Regions from separate parts of the Gossypium hirsutum genome. Here region 2 is linked to region 1. A link is a contact called in public Hi-C data. All regions are on one chromosome and are shown on one strand. The core of a region is the stretch at or near the end of the contact, and the rest is flanking DNA. Distances in the headings are between cores, read along the strand shown. Region 1 has its middle 9.2 kb from the start of LOC107888863. Region 2 holds the start of LOC107888903 (actin-depolymerizing factor).

Region 1 (6,047 bases), core at 307-2,806:
GTACTCACTTTTTACCCTGAATTCTCATATTTTACCTTGCTTTACTTTACTAACTTCTCCCTTGTCCTAATCCAAGTATTAGGTTAGAATCGAATTTGAGCTATTTCTAATATATACATACATATAGATAAGGATGAGTTCGGAGAAATTTTTGAACCAACAGAAATATTTTTCTTTTATTTTCTATCATAATAATAAATTGAAATTTAAAATAATTATAATATTTCATTTGGAATCATTAGTTAAAAAAGTGACATAAAATAAAAATTGAGATAAGTTATGATAATTATACATTTAAAAATATTATAATTTAATTTATAATTATTATTTTGAAAAAGTTTAATGTAAACGAATGTGTTGCAATTTTAAAATAAAATTATTACTTGAATGGAACTCTTAGCATAAAATATAATTATTATAATTTTAATTTAATTTAGAATTATTAGTTAAAAATAATTATAATTTAATTTTGAAATTATTATAAAAAAGACTTTTTATTTTTTTAAAATGTGTTACTTTTATTTATGTAAAATATAATTATTAATTGAATAGAACTCTAAACATCTTAGTTATCACTTAATTAGTACTAAAGTTATATATCAATTAACATCCAGTAGTTAGATATATTCAATCAAGTAGTTTCTAAGAAAAAAATGGAGATTTTAAGCAATAAAAAGTTAGAATTATATAAAAAAGAATGGAGCAAGCAATGGTTCTTCGAAAAGGTAGTATTGAATCATATTAAAACAACAATTGCACTAGAGAGAGATAGAATATTATTTTAATTGAAGATGAGGTAATATAATATTATAATATTATATTTTAAACTTTTTTGTAAATTGTTTACACTATGCGAAGCAAACAAACGTTATGAAAATAAAATCAAATTTTAACAATTATTTTTTAATTTTTATATTAAATATGATCATTAATTTAGTGTAAATATCTTTTATTTTTAAATTTTTATATAGTTCCAAATTTTTGTATTATTTCAATAATTTTATATAATTCAATTTTTTATTTTTATTATTTTATTTTCACAATTACTTTTTCAAAATCAATTGACCTTTACTATAAATTAAACTAATCCTCATTTAATGAGTACAAATATATGTTAGAAAATATATGAATTAAAATAATATAAAATCACGTGTAGTAACATTAAAAGTTATTTCTAATAAATGAAAAATAGTCCTTGAATTTAAATCAACATAACATATATAACTTGTCATTGGTGCAGACAGGTTCGGGGAGTATGGCCTATGGGTGGTGGTAGAGAGAAAGTAACAGCGAAATCTTAGGGTGGTCCGAGAAATGAGATTGTTAAGTCCTGATTTAATGTGCTGAGTTCAGTTGATGGAGAGGAAAATGGCAAAGATTTGAGGGGAGAGGATTTTGTGGATCCTAACATTAAACAGAATCGTTCTACTAAAAGGGGTAAGGGTAGTGGTGGAAGAGATATTTTTAAAAAAGCTAAGGTAAAATCTGGGCAAAGTTTTAACGTGGCCCAGGGGAATAAAAAAGGGACTATAGGGCCTAGTGGTAGTCAACAGGCCGGGCGGGAAAGTATTCATTTGAAATGGGTTGTTGTTGGTACTAAGGCTCAAAGCAAGGAAAATGTCTAAATGAGTGAGTTGGGCTTTTTTAATTTAATTAAACTGAAAAATAAGAAAGGATGTTGCCAATTTTGTGTGGCAAGGACGGACAAGAGGTTTCGACCCAACCTAGAGAAGACATTAAAACTGCAGAACTGGGCTCGCTTGTTCAGGATCGGGCTTTAAAGGAGAATGGTTTGATGGACCAGAATAGAGACAAACCAATACACTCAGATTTTGATCTTCCTTATTCTCCCTCAACTATTGATTTTGTTTTGGGTAATGATGGTGTAGCAGGGGATCGGGTTTTAGGTGTTTTTCAAGGCATGACTGTTACTCATTTTAATCCGACTTGCGATGACCATAATGAGATGGAGGCTGTACTGAAGGATGAAGTATTGGATCCAAATAGGCATTCGACATGTTTGATAAAACTCTTAGTTACAAAATTCTTAGTAAACGAATCCATAAGGTTATCTTTAGATGTTATTTTCATCACATCTATAATTCTTTCAGCTACTGCCTCTTGTATCAAGTGATACTTTCAGTCAGTATATTTCGTCTTGCAGCACTGTTATCACAATACAGTGTTATATCTTTTTCTATATCAGGAATGACTTCAAGATCGGTTAAGAACTTTTAAAGCCATATTGTTTCTTTCGTTGCCTCAGAAGCAACCATATACTCGACCTCTATAGTAGAGTCAATAGTGAAAGTTTTTTTTACACTTTTTCATACTATGGCTCTAAGGCCTAGAGCGAATACATTTTCTAACATCTATATTAAAAACTTTTATTTCAATATTTAATATTTTAAATGTGTTTGATAATCATTTTAATTGTTTACTTAATATAAAATTTTCAATAAAAAGTGTTGAATAAGATAAATAGTAGGTTACTTATTACTTAAGGTAGAAAATATTAAATTATTTTTATTCATTAAAAAATTGAAATAAATGATTTTTTTGTTAAAAGAATTTAGATATTTAAATTACTATATTTAATTTTTCATCCAAAATGATATAAAATATTATATTAATATGTAAAATTTAAAAAAAATAATTTATAAAAAATTAGAATTTATTTCTATAAAATAACATAATTATATTCAGTACTTACATTTACTAATTTATCAAATAATTTTTAATATAATTTAATATTTATAAAATTTAACCATAAAAATTAATTCTTAATTTTTCAGCACTTAAATTTTTAATTTACCAAACACACCTGACACTTTTAATATAAAATAAAAAAATAAATGGAGAGAGAAAAACTATTGATGTGAAAGGGGTTTATTTATTTATTTTTAGAACGAGAGTAATATAGTTTAAATTTGTGTTAAATAATTGTTTAATAAAAACTTTAATTATCATTTTATACAAATTAAGATAATCTATAGGAGTTGATTAAAGAATTAATGGATTACTTTTTAAAGAGGTGAATAACTAGGAATTAAATGTGTGACATAAACAAGAGACGAGGTAAATAACCTGTGAAAATAAACGTCCATCTTCTTAGATTATAAAGCAGTCATGACCGAAAAGCTCGACATTGATCTCCACCATCCGCAATCAATTTATTTTTTACTTTTGATCCAAGCTTTCATGAGTTTAATTTCCTAACGTTGGATACTGTACAATTATATGATATACATATAATTTTAAATAAAATAAAATATGGTAATATGAAGTGATTATTATAAAATATTTTAACTTCAATTGTAACATGAGAAAAATAGAATTTTTTTAAAAGAAAATACTAGAATTATGAACAATAATAATACAAATACACGACGTATAGTTTAAAGGATAAATAAATCACTATAAAAGGAAAAACTAATAGTAACTGCAAGTCTGCAATATTTCATAAACAAACTAGAAATGTATCAGCTTGATCAAATCGCTAAAATTTGCATCCCAACCCACCATCATCACTTAACGATGAATATTGATCAATCATGGAAACTATCGAAATCCCTAATAAACTCACCACATCAGTGAAGCGCAAAAGATCAAGTCTCAAATGGCCTATCCTCCTCATCATCTCGAATCTATTACCATCACTATAATATATCATAATAAAACCCTTCAAAAACTGTTCCTAGTAAATTTGGCGGCACCTTTATATTGCCAAATCTCATGTATATGTCAAAACATGACTAGAATTTTAAAAGAACAAAAATATGTTTTCTTTGAAAAGAAAGTGGACAAAACAAAATCACAAAAAATATGGACAAAATAAAACCATGTGGATTGAAATTAAAAACAAAGTAAAACTATGAAAATTGTCGAGACCATTTTTAAAATTGAGTTTTGGAAAAAGGGAATCGACTTTAAGAGAAACGAAAATGGGAGTTGCCACCAATCTTTTTAGGTGCGATTGGATCACCTTTAAAACATTTTGTTTTAAAATCATTAGTTTTGATCTACAAAATAAAAAGAACGGGTTCGGGAGTCGGTTACTTACGAGGAAGGATTAGCACCTTCGTAACGCCTAAAAATTGGTACCTAATTAATTATCAAATGTCTTTAAGGTTGGAAATTTTAAAAATTTTAAGATACAATCCTCTTTAAAATATTTTGATTTTGAAAATTGGGATTCACTTGTATCAAAATATTGACATTAAGTTAGCCTTTTTGGAAATCCCTATCTGGAAACGACAAAACGCCACATCCAGTAAGTTAGGACACAACGCTTTGAAATTCCAAGACAGTTGCTCGTATTTTGAAAATCTTAAAAAAAAAATTAGAAGGGTACTTGACTATTCGAACTCAACGAGAAAAGTTGCAACCCAATAGGCACTATTTTTCTCGAAGCTTCCAAATACCAAGCATTGCCTTTTTATTTTTGAAAACTTTGAAGTCTCTTTTTTTAAAACCGATGCATGAAGGAGCATATTAACATAACATACGAGATAACATGTTATAATAATAGGTAAGTAAAAGCATAACAGCATAAATATCATACACTAATCAACATATATAAGAAATAAAACATGACAATATTTAAATAAGAAAAATATACATAAAACACAATGCATATTTAAGAAGAATAGGTAAAAATCCCTAAACATATAATTCAACATATATTTAAACATAAATGACGCATGATATACAATTTTAACACATATATAAAAAAAATGCATTTGAAAATAAATTATAAAAGTCTAAGGTATTACATAACATATAAAATACATAACATAGCAATAATACATTAATTCTAAAGTAAAAGCAAATATCGTATAATAATAAAAACATAAGTTTTAAAAAAATATATGTATAATACAAACGATTGATAAATAGAATGAGCATATATAAAAAAATGTGATATAATAAATAATAATAAAAATATTTATAAGAATAATAATTATATAAAAATATAAAATATAATGGTTTAGAAAAACATAATGTATAAAATATCAAATATGAAAGAATTTATATTTATAATAAAATAATTGTATAAGTTTAGAATAATATGAAATAAATAATTAATGATGAAATATACGTATTACAAATTATTATATTATAATATCTTCAAAATGTGTAATAATAGAATATAAGTAAAGTAATTATTAACATATAAATAAAAATAAGTATATAATACAAGTTAAAACTTTTAATGGTAATAATATATTGATAAAAATATATATAATGGTATAAAAGATGACATAATAATATAAAATAATTATAATATATAATATGAAAGTATATATGTAAAAATAATATATAATATATATAAAGAATATAAAGAATACGTAATACAAGTAAAAATATAATAATAATATATAAATAATAATGTAAAATAATAATAGTTTGTAAAAAATAATATATAATAAATAATAATAATATAAAATAATGTATAATAAAATAATTATATAATATATAATATAAAGATATATAAACATTATGTGATAAAAATATATTATAATAAATAATAAGTAATGATATATGTTAATTAATATGATAATAGAAAGATATGAAGTAATATAATATAATAAAATATAAGTAAATAATTTAAAGATATATAATACGTATATTCATATTAAAATATAATAGTATATGTATAAAGTTTAAAATAAATAGGTCATAAATAGATTAAAAGGGATAAAAAGGATTAAAATTTTTAAAAAAATGAAAACTTTGGGCTAATTAAAAGAATATAAAAAGAATCTGAGCCAATTAGGAAAACACATAAAAACTGAGGGACTTACTGGGCAATTGGCCCTAATCCCAAAACGCTACCGTTTCTCCAGAATACTATTTAAAATCACCATTTGGACTAGATTGGAACATAGGTAAACTGCTAGGGCCAAATTAGAATATAAATAAAATAAACTTATAAACATTAAAAAAATCGAAAGGACTAATTGAGTAATCAACCCAATTTTAAAAAATACGCGGATCCTCCCCGGGTAATCGGGTCAACGTGCGGATCCTCGCCTCGAAACGAC
Region 2 (6,056 bases), core at 3,222-5,721, 160 kb after region 1:
AAAAAAGGAGCTTATTTTGAAAATAATGTTTAAGATAGCGGGAGTTAGAAATTTTTTTTCAAAATGCTTTTGTTATATCAAAAAGGGGGAGATTGTTAGCTCTATTTTTTCAAGTATTTTGATATAACAAAAAGTATATTAAAAATTCCCTACTTAAATCTGTAAAAATTGTTTATAAGTCCTTAAAATTATTTCCAAAGTGTTGGACAAAATAAATTGTTAAAAGGCCTTGATTGACTTATTTTTTAACGAGTTTTTGAAGTCTGAAGAACTTCTACCAATACTTAGGTGGACAAGTATTGGTAGAACTTAAGATGAAAAGACCTTGAAAAGGCTACAAAATTCTACCGATAGAACTGGGAGTTCGACTGATACAACCCAAACTTCTATCGGTAGGACGCACTCCAGTAAGCAAGGTAGTTTTGGCTTGGGACTTTTATCGATACCTTGGTCCAATCCGCCGATACAACCAAACGCTACTAATACCGTGAGGACTTCTATCGAAACAAGTTAAGCCAGTAGCCAAAGTTCAGCATCTCTTGCATTTCTATTGATACCTTGAGGACTTCTACCGAAACAAGTCAAGTTAGTAGCCAAAGTTCAGCATCCCCTGCACTTCTATTGATACTTTGATGAGTTCTACCGATACCAAATGAAACCCTCAGAGTTCTACCAGTACAAGATAACTTATACTGATAGAACGAGCCCAATGGTCATATTTTGGAAAGACTTCTACCAATACAAATTTCCTTCTACCGATACAACGAAACTGCAGACTACAGTTAATGCTGATTTTTATAACTGCAATGACTCCATTTTGTTTCTAACGACTACAAACGTCCACAATGTTGTTAAAGGACTTAAATACAATGTCAAGGCTCCTCATTGAAGTCAACAAAGACAAGAAACAAGTGTCTAACTTCCAAGAACTCAATTTTCAATTTTTCTCAATTTTTTACTAAATATTTCTTGTACACACTTGTGGATTAAGTTTTCTATCATTATTTCAAGTGTTGTAACTTTGTGTGAGAGTGCTTAATTGTTGATTATCTACCTTTTAAAGGTATCATCTTATTCATTATTATTTTTCTCTCATTTATGAAGTGTTACTTAAGGTTTTTGGTAGAAAACCTTAAGGGAAAGTGGTTCTATCTTACCTTTAAAAATATAGGAATTTGTAAGATTAAACATTGTTCTTAAAAGTTTAAATCTAGTGGATTTGGGAAATACTTAGTTGAGGAAAACGAAGGTAATGGATGTAGACAATTGAGATAAAAAACCACTATAAATACTTGAGTCATTTGATTTTTTCCCTTTCTTGAAAACATTTTAATACGCCAATTCACCCCCTCTTAATATATTTAGATCTTAACACCTCTATTTTAGTTTTGCTCATCAATCTTAAAAATTCACAACCCTAAATAAAAAATACTAAAAATAAAAAGAAAATACTTCAAAAATGTCAAACCACTTGTTTCAACCAAAACAAAAAGAAATCCATAATCAATCATTCTAACAAAACTCATGTAATTTTTTGTCGATAGAGCTCTTTTACAATAACCCATCAAGCGACAGTGTATGAAAAGATAAAAGGACCAATGACATTGGTTCAAAGCATTGTCAATTGATATTTCTAAATTTTGGATTTGAAAAACTGACCTCGATCTTTATTGGAAGAAGCCATAGATGTCAACGTTGTGTTTCAAGATTTTAGATTTAGAACATCATTAACAACGTGATTGGAAGAAATCACTAGTACCGACGCTAGTAATTATAACTACTAAAGATAGAAGAAAAGGGAACTTTGTTTATTTTTAGACAAAGACAATTTAGAACTTAATATGGTTTCTTATTTGTAAAAACAAGATTTATAATATTACATATATTTTATTTTTAAATATATTTCTATAAGTTTGTATTTTTTTTAAATTAAATAATAAATGATATAGTATGCACATAAACTGCCAAGTTAATAAAGTTAACGTTTCTTTTTTATCCATTCATTTTTAGTACTTTGACAAACGATATTAGTTGAAAGGCTAAAAAAACAAAACGTTTGTTATTTTGTAAATGTTGAAAACTAAATTTATTAAATACTTTATATTTAAGATCAAACTGATGTGTAAACATTAAAAGACTAAAACTGATATTAGACCAATAAAAAAAAGCCCATCTATTCAAACTGCTCTCAACCTTCATTGACGAAGATATTTGATTTAGTGACCAAAATAAAAAATAAAAGTTCAGTGACTATTTCTCGTACTTTACCCTATATTTTAAAATCAAAAGACCCATATCTTAATCACACCAAACCATTATCACCCTTAGAAACTTTTATATTCAATTAATTAGAAAAGTTTCAGATGAAAAGCACAAGAGATTGAAAAACCATTCCACGAATAAGAGTCAATATCCATAATAATCACACTCCTTTTCACCTGAGAAGCATCATGGAAATGAGAAGTCCAAAGTCCCAACATTCCTCCCATGTTCCAACCCTGATCCTCCTCCTAATCAGCCTTCTCAGGCGTTATTTAATGATAACGACATACTATGTCAGAGTCGGGTAACTCGACTTAATTCTGCAATTTAATTGAACCATAAAACAACCCTAAAGGTACCTCTAGGAAGTTTTCCTAAGCATGTGAATTCTGGGAGCGGACACTTAATGTGCACGCTCCCTAATCACCTCAAGATCCATTTCAGTCGGGTCGGTTGCCTGGATTTCGTAATGGATGCCCTCCAATTCCCTTCGGAACCTGTCCTTTGATGTTGCATAAAGCATCTTGGAACGGATCCTCGAAACAGAAGGAGACCTGCAGAAGAACAAGGTGAAACCAAGGTGATGAGCAGAAAAGCTCCAACAAGTCGATGACAAGAAACTAAAACTAATTCCATGATTTTCACACTCAAAGAACTTGAGTTTCTGAACCTTAAAGAGAAAGCAAAGCAAAATATTTGACTTAATATTACAAAGCTTTGTACTTCAAATGCAGCCCAAATTAATGGAATGGGATTACTTTGCAATTGAAAGAGGAAACTGACCACGCAATAAAAAAGATCTTGCTCTTCTGACAATTCTCGGAAGTCACAAAATCGAAGTCATAAACTGCATAGCGGCAGTCACTCTCCGGCAATGAGGCTGCGAAATCATCATAGCTCTCTGTCGGACCTCCAGTCTTTTCAACTATGACCTCCTTTTTCTTCTCATCAATCTTGAAGATAACATATCGGAACACCTTCTTTCTCTGCAGTTCCAGGTACGTGCTTTTGCTGTGTTCAGCCACTCCCATGCCCGATGATGCATTTCCCTGAAAAACCAGAAACAAATGCTCAATGTTTAATGGTTACTCCAACCAAAATTGATTAGTATTGACTTCTTATATTAAAGAAAAATCATTCCATTTTTAAGCAAAAAAAGAAAACTTCGTTCAATAAATCCAAAAAACCTTGGCTTTGGCATCAGATACATACCCGTATCTGACACTAGAATCTAACATAATTCAACATCCTAATCTAGGTTCAAATCATAATGCCCATATATTTACAACAAGATACAGAGCTAGGATTGTAATTGAAGAAGAAAATGCACAATAAAAATTAAAGTGTAAAACAAATCTGATCTAATACTCAACTATTTCATGAACTCAAACATGAAAAACAAATCCAAGAACAGAATCTAAAAGCTAAGATCTAACTAGCCAATGGAAGATTCAATCTTACAAACGCATAGGAAAAAAAAACCCAATAAACTATAACAAAAATAGAAGCTGCCCATAGAATCAACTTTGTTTAAGTTTCAGCAAGGAAAAAAAAATCAACTCATTTTTAGCTAAGACAAAGAAACTGAAAAGAACCCAAACTGAACCAGATCTTAATTAATGGAACTGTAAAACAAATCTAAGCTAATAATCCATTATTCCATGAACCCAAAAATGCAAGAACTAAAACTAAAAGCTAAGATCTAACTAGCCAATGGAAGATTCAATCTTAGAAAAATAAAAAAATAAAATATGAACAAAATAGAAGACACCCATATAATAAAAACCTCAACTTCGTTTAAATTTCAGGGTGGAAAAACAAAAATTCAACTTAATTTAAGCTAAACCAAAGAAAACAAAAAGAACCCAAACTGAATCAGATGTAAAACAATGAAAAGAAAGAGAGACATACTCCTCTAAAAGACATAGCTGCTTCAAATGAAGATATTGGGAGAATGAAGAGAAAAAGACTTCTTATGGAGAGAAAATAAGGGGAAAAAGCAGCCACCAAAAAGGAGAAATGGAAAGAAAATTTTTTGAAACTATTTTGAAATTTTAATTAAAAAAAATAAGGATTTTTTATTCTGATTCTTTTGAGATAAACATGGTAATTAAAGCGTATCTGTGCGTGTTTTGAGAGGCAAGGAAGGAGGCGCGTGGTGTTCGATTCTTTTCTTACAATGACGCATCATCTTCTTTGCGGAGGTAGCCGTTTATCATTTGGCTTTTCAATATTTTAATTTCATTTTGGCATAATTGCAAAAAAAACCCTCAACCTTTAGGAGCTTTTGGATATATGCCCCAAACTTCTTTTTTTTTTCTGATTTTGGCCCTCAACGTAACGGATTTTTCAAACATCAACTCAGTTAAAACGGTAACCATCAGATGACTGTTAGTCAGTAGCCGGTCAAAAATTTGGTTATGTGGTGTTCTAATTGAGTGATGATATGGTAGACATTTAAATAATAACGTTGACGTGGCAAAAAAATTAAACAAATTTAATAAACATAAAACAAAAAAACCCTAAATCCCTCAAATCATCTCAAATCATCTCAAATCCTCAAATTCAAAACTTTCCCCAAATACTAAAATCCCTAATTCGTCAAATTCCCTAAATCGTGAAACCTCTAAATCGTAAAATCCCTAAATCTATAACATTTGAAATCTTCGTTGAATCTCTAAAATCTTCAACAGTTTCTTTTTTGAATCATTGATTGAGGGATTTTTCTACATCCTTAATCCCTTATAACCAAATTGTGAAATCCTTAATCTTTTTAGAAATTTTTATTTTTTTCCACTGTCGTCTAAAATCATGGATTCACATAGTTCCAATAGTCAATAAAATATCACATTGCGAAGAAAAAATCGTCATATGCAATACTTCATTGCGAAGGGAGTATGTCTACGATGGACCAGCAGTAAAATATCACTACAATAAGTTAGCTCTAAGAGATACTTCATGGAGCGATTTAAATCCGAGTAGGAGATTTTATGGTTGTTCAGATTTTCGGGTAAGTGAAGATTTTTTATTTGCAAATTGAGCTTGAGTTCAATTTTGATGATTTCATAAGTCTCATAATTTGTTTTGTTTTCAATTTGGATCATTTCAATTTGGTTGAATTAGGGTTTGTTTGTAGGACAATGGTTGTGATTTCTTCAAGTGGTACGATGGGAAAATGTGTAACAACGCAACTGACTTACTGCGTCAATTGCATGACAGTGAATGAAATCTTTTGAAGGATAATTTAGCACTTAGAAAAAATGTTATGGATTTGGTTACATTTGATGGTAACCATAATGGCAGCACTAGTGTTGTTGACATTGAGGTTGAAGGAGGTATATCAGTTTATGGTGTTGAAGGAGAAGTAGCATTAAGGAAGAAAATGTTGACCATGAAACAAAAAATTAAAGTTATTGAGAAAGAGAAGTCAATGCATAAGATATTATTTTCTTACTCTATGTTATGTATTGTCTGCATCACCATAGGTTGCTTTTTTGGCAGTAGTGGTAAGAGGCATATGCAGCTAGCAGTTGCAAATGTTGATTGAATGTAAAATGATCCAACATATGTTTGTTTATGTTTGGAACTAATGACCAATTTTAGTTGTTTTTTTATGTAATTTAACATTATGCTTGGAAGTAATGACCAATATTAGTTGTTTATGCTTAATTTAATTTAGCTTAGTAAATAATGCAGTGACAATAAACATAAGACTAAAAGGACAAATTTGATCATTTAAGCATATGATTTCCCCATTTCAATTTGGATAAATATACATTACAAAAGCATATGAT

The links. Hi-C and Micro-C count contacts between places; a contact is called where the count stands out from the background.
Region 2: a contact with region 1 is called in a Hi-C map of leaf, with 2.4 times the contacts expected there. The contact joins the promoter of LOC107888903 here to the enhancer-like site in region 1. A contact is called at or near these places in 4 of 34 Hi-C or Micro-C datasets (all in leaf).

What each region holds. Positions count from the first base shown.
Region 1 is chrA09:55,073,580-55,079,626 of Gossypium_hirsutum_v2.1, forward strand. No RefSeq gene overlaps it. Among protein-coding and RNA genes, the nearest start is that of LOC107888863, 9.2 kb to the left of the region's middle. Within about 2 kb of position 1,557, at least 3 of the 9 cell types and tissues checked have an H3K27ac peak or open chromatin away from gene starts, as enhancers often do. A contact at or near this core is called in leaf, where this site is marked.
Region 2 is chrA09:55,226,324-55,232,379 of Gossypium_hirsutum_v2.1, forward strand. LOC107888903 (actin-depolymerizing factor) reads right to left here and starts at 4,472. Exons shown (of 3, transcript XM_016813171.2): 1 at 4,174-4,472; 2 at 3,046-3,311; 3 at 2,365-2,816. The coding sequence starts at 4,188. The coding sequence ends at 2,666.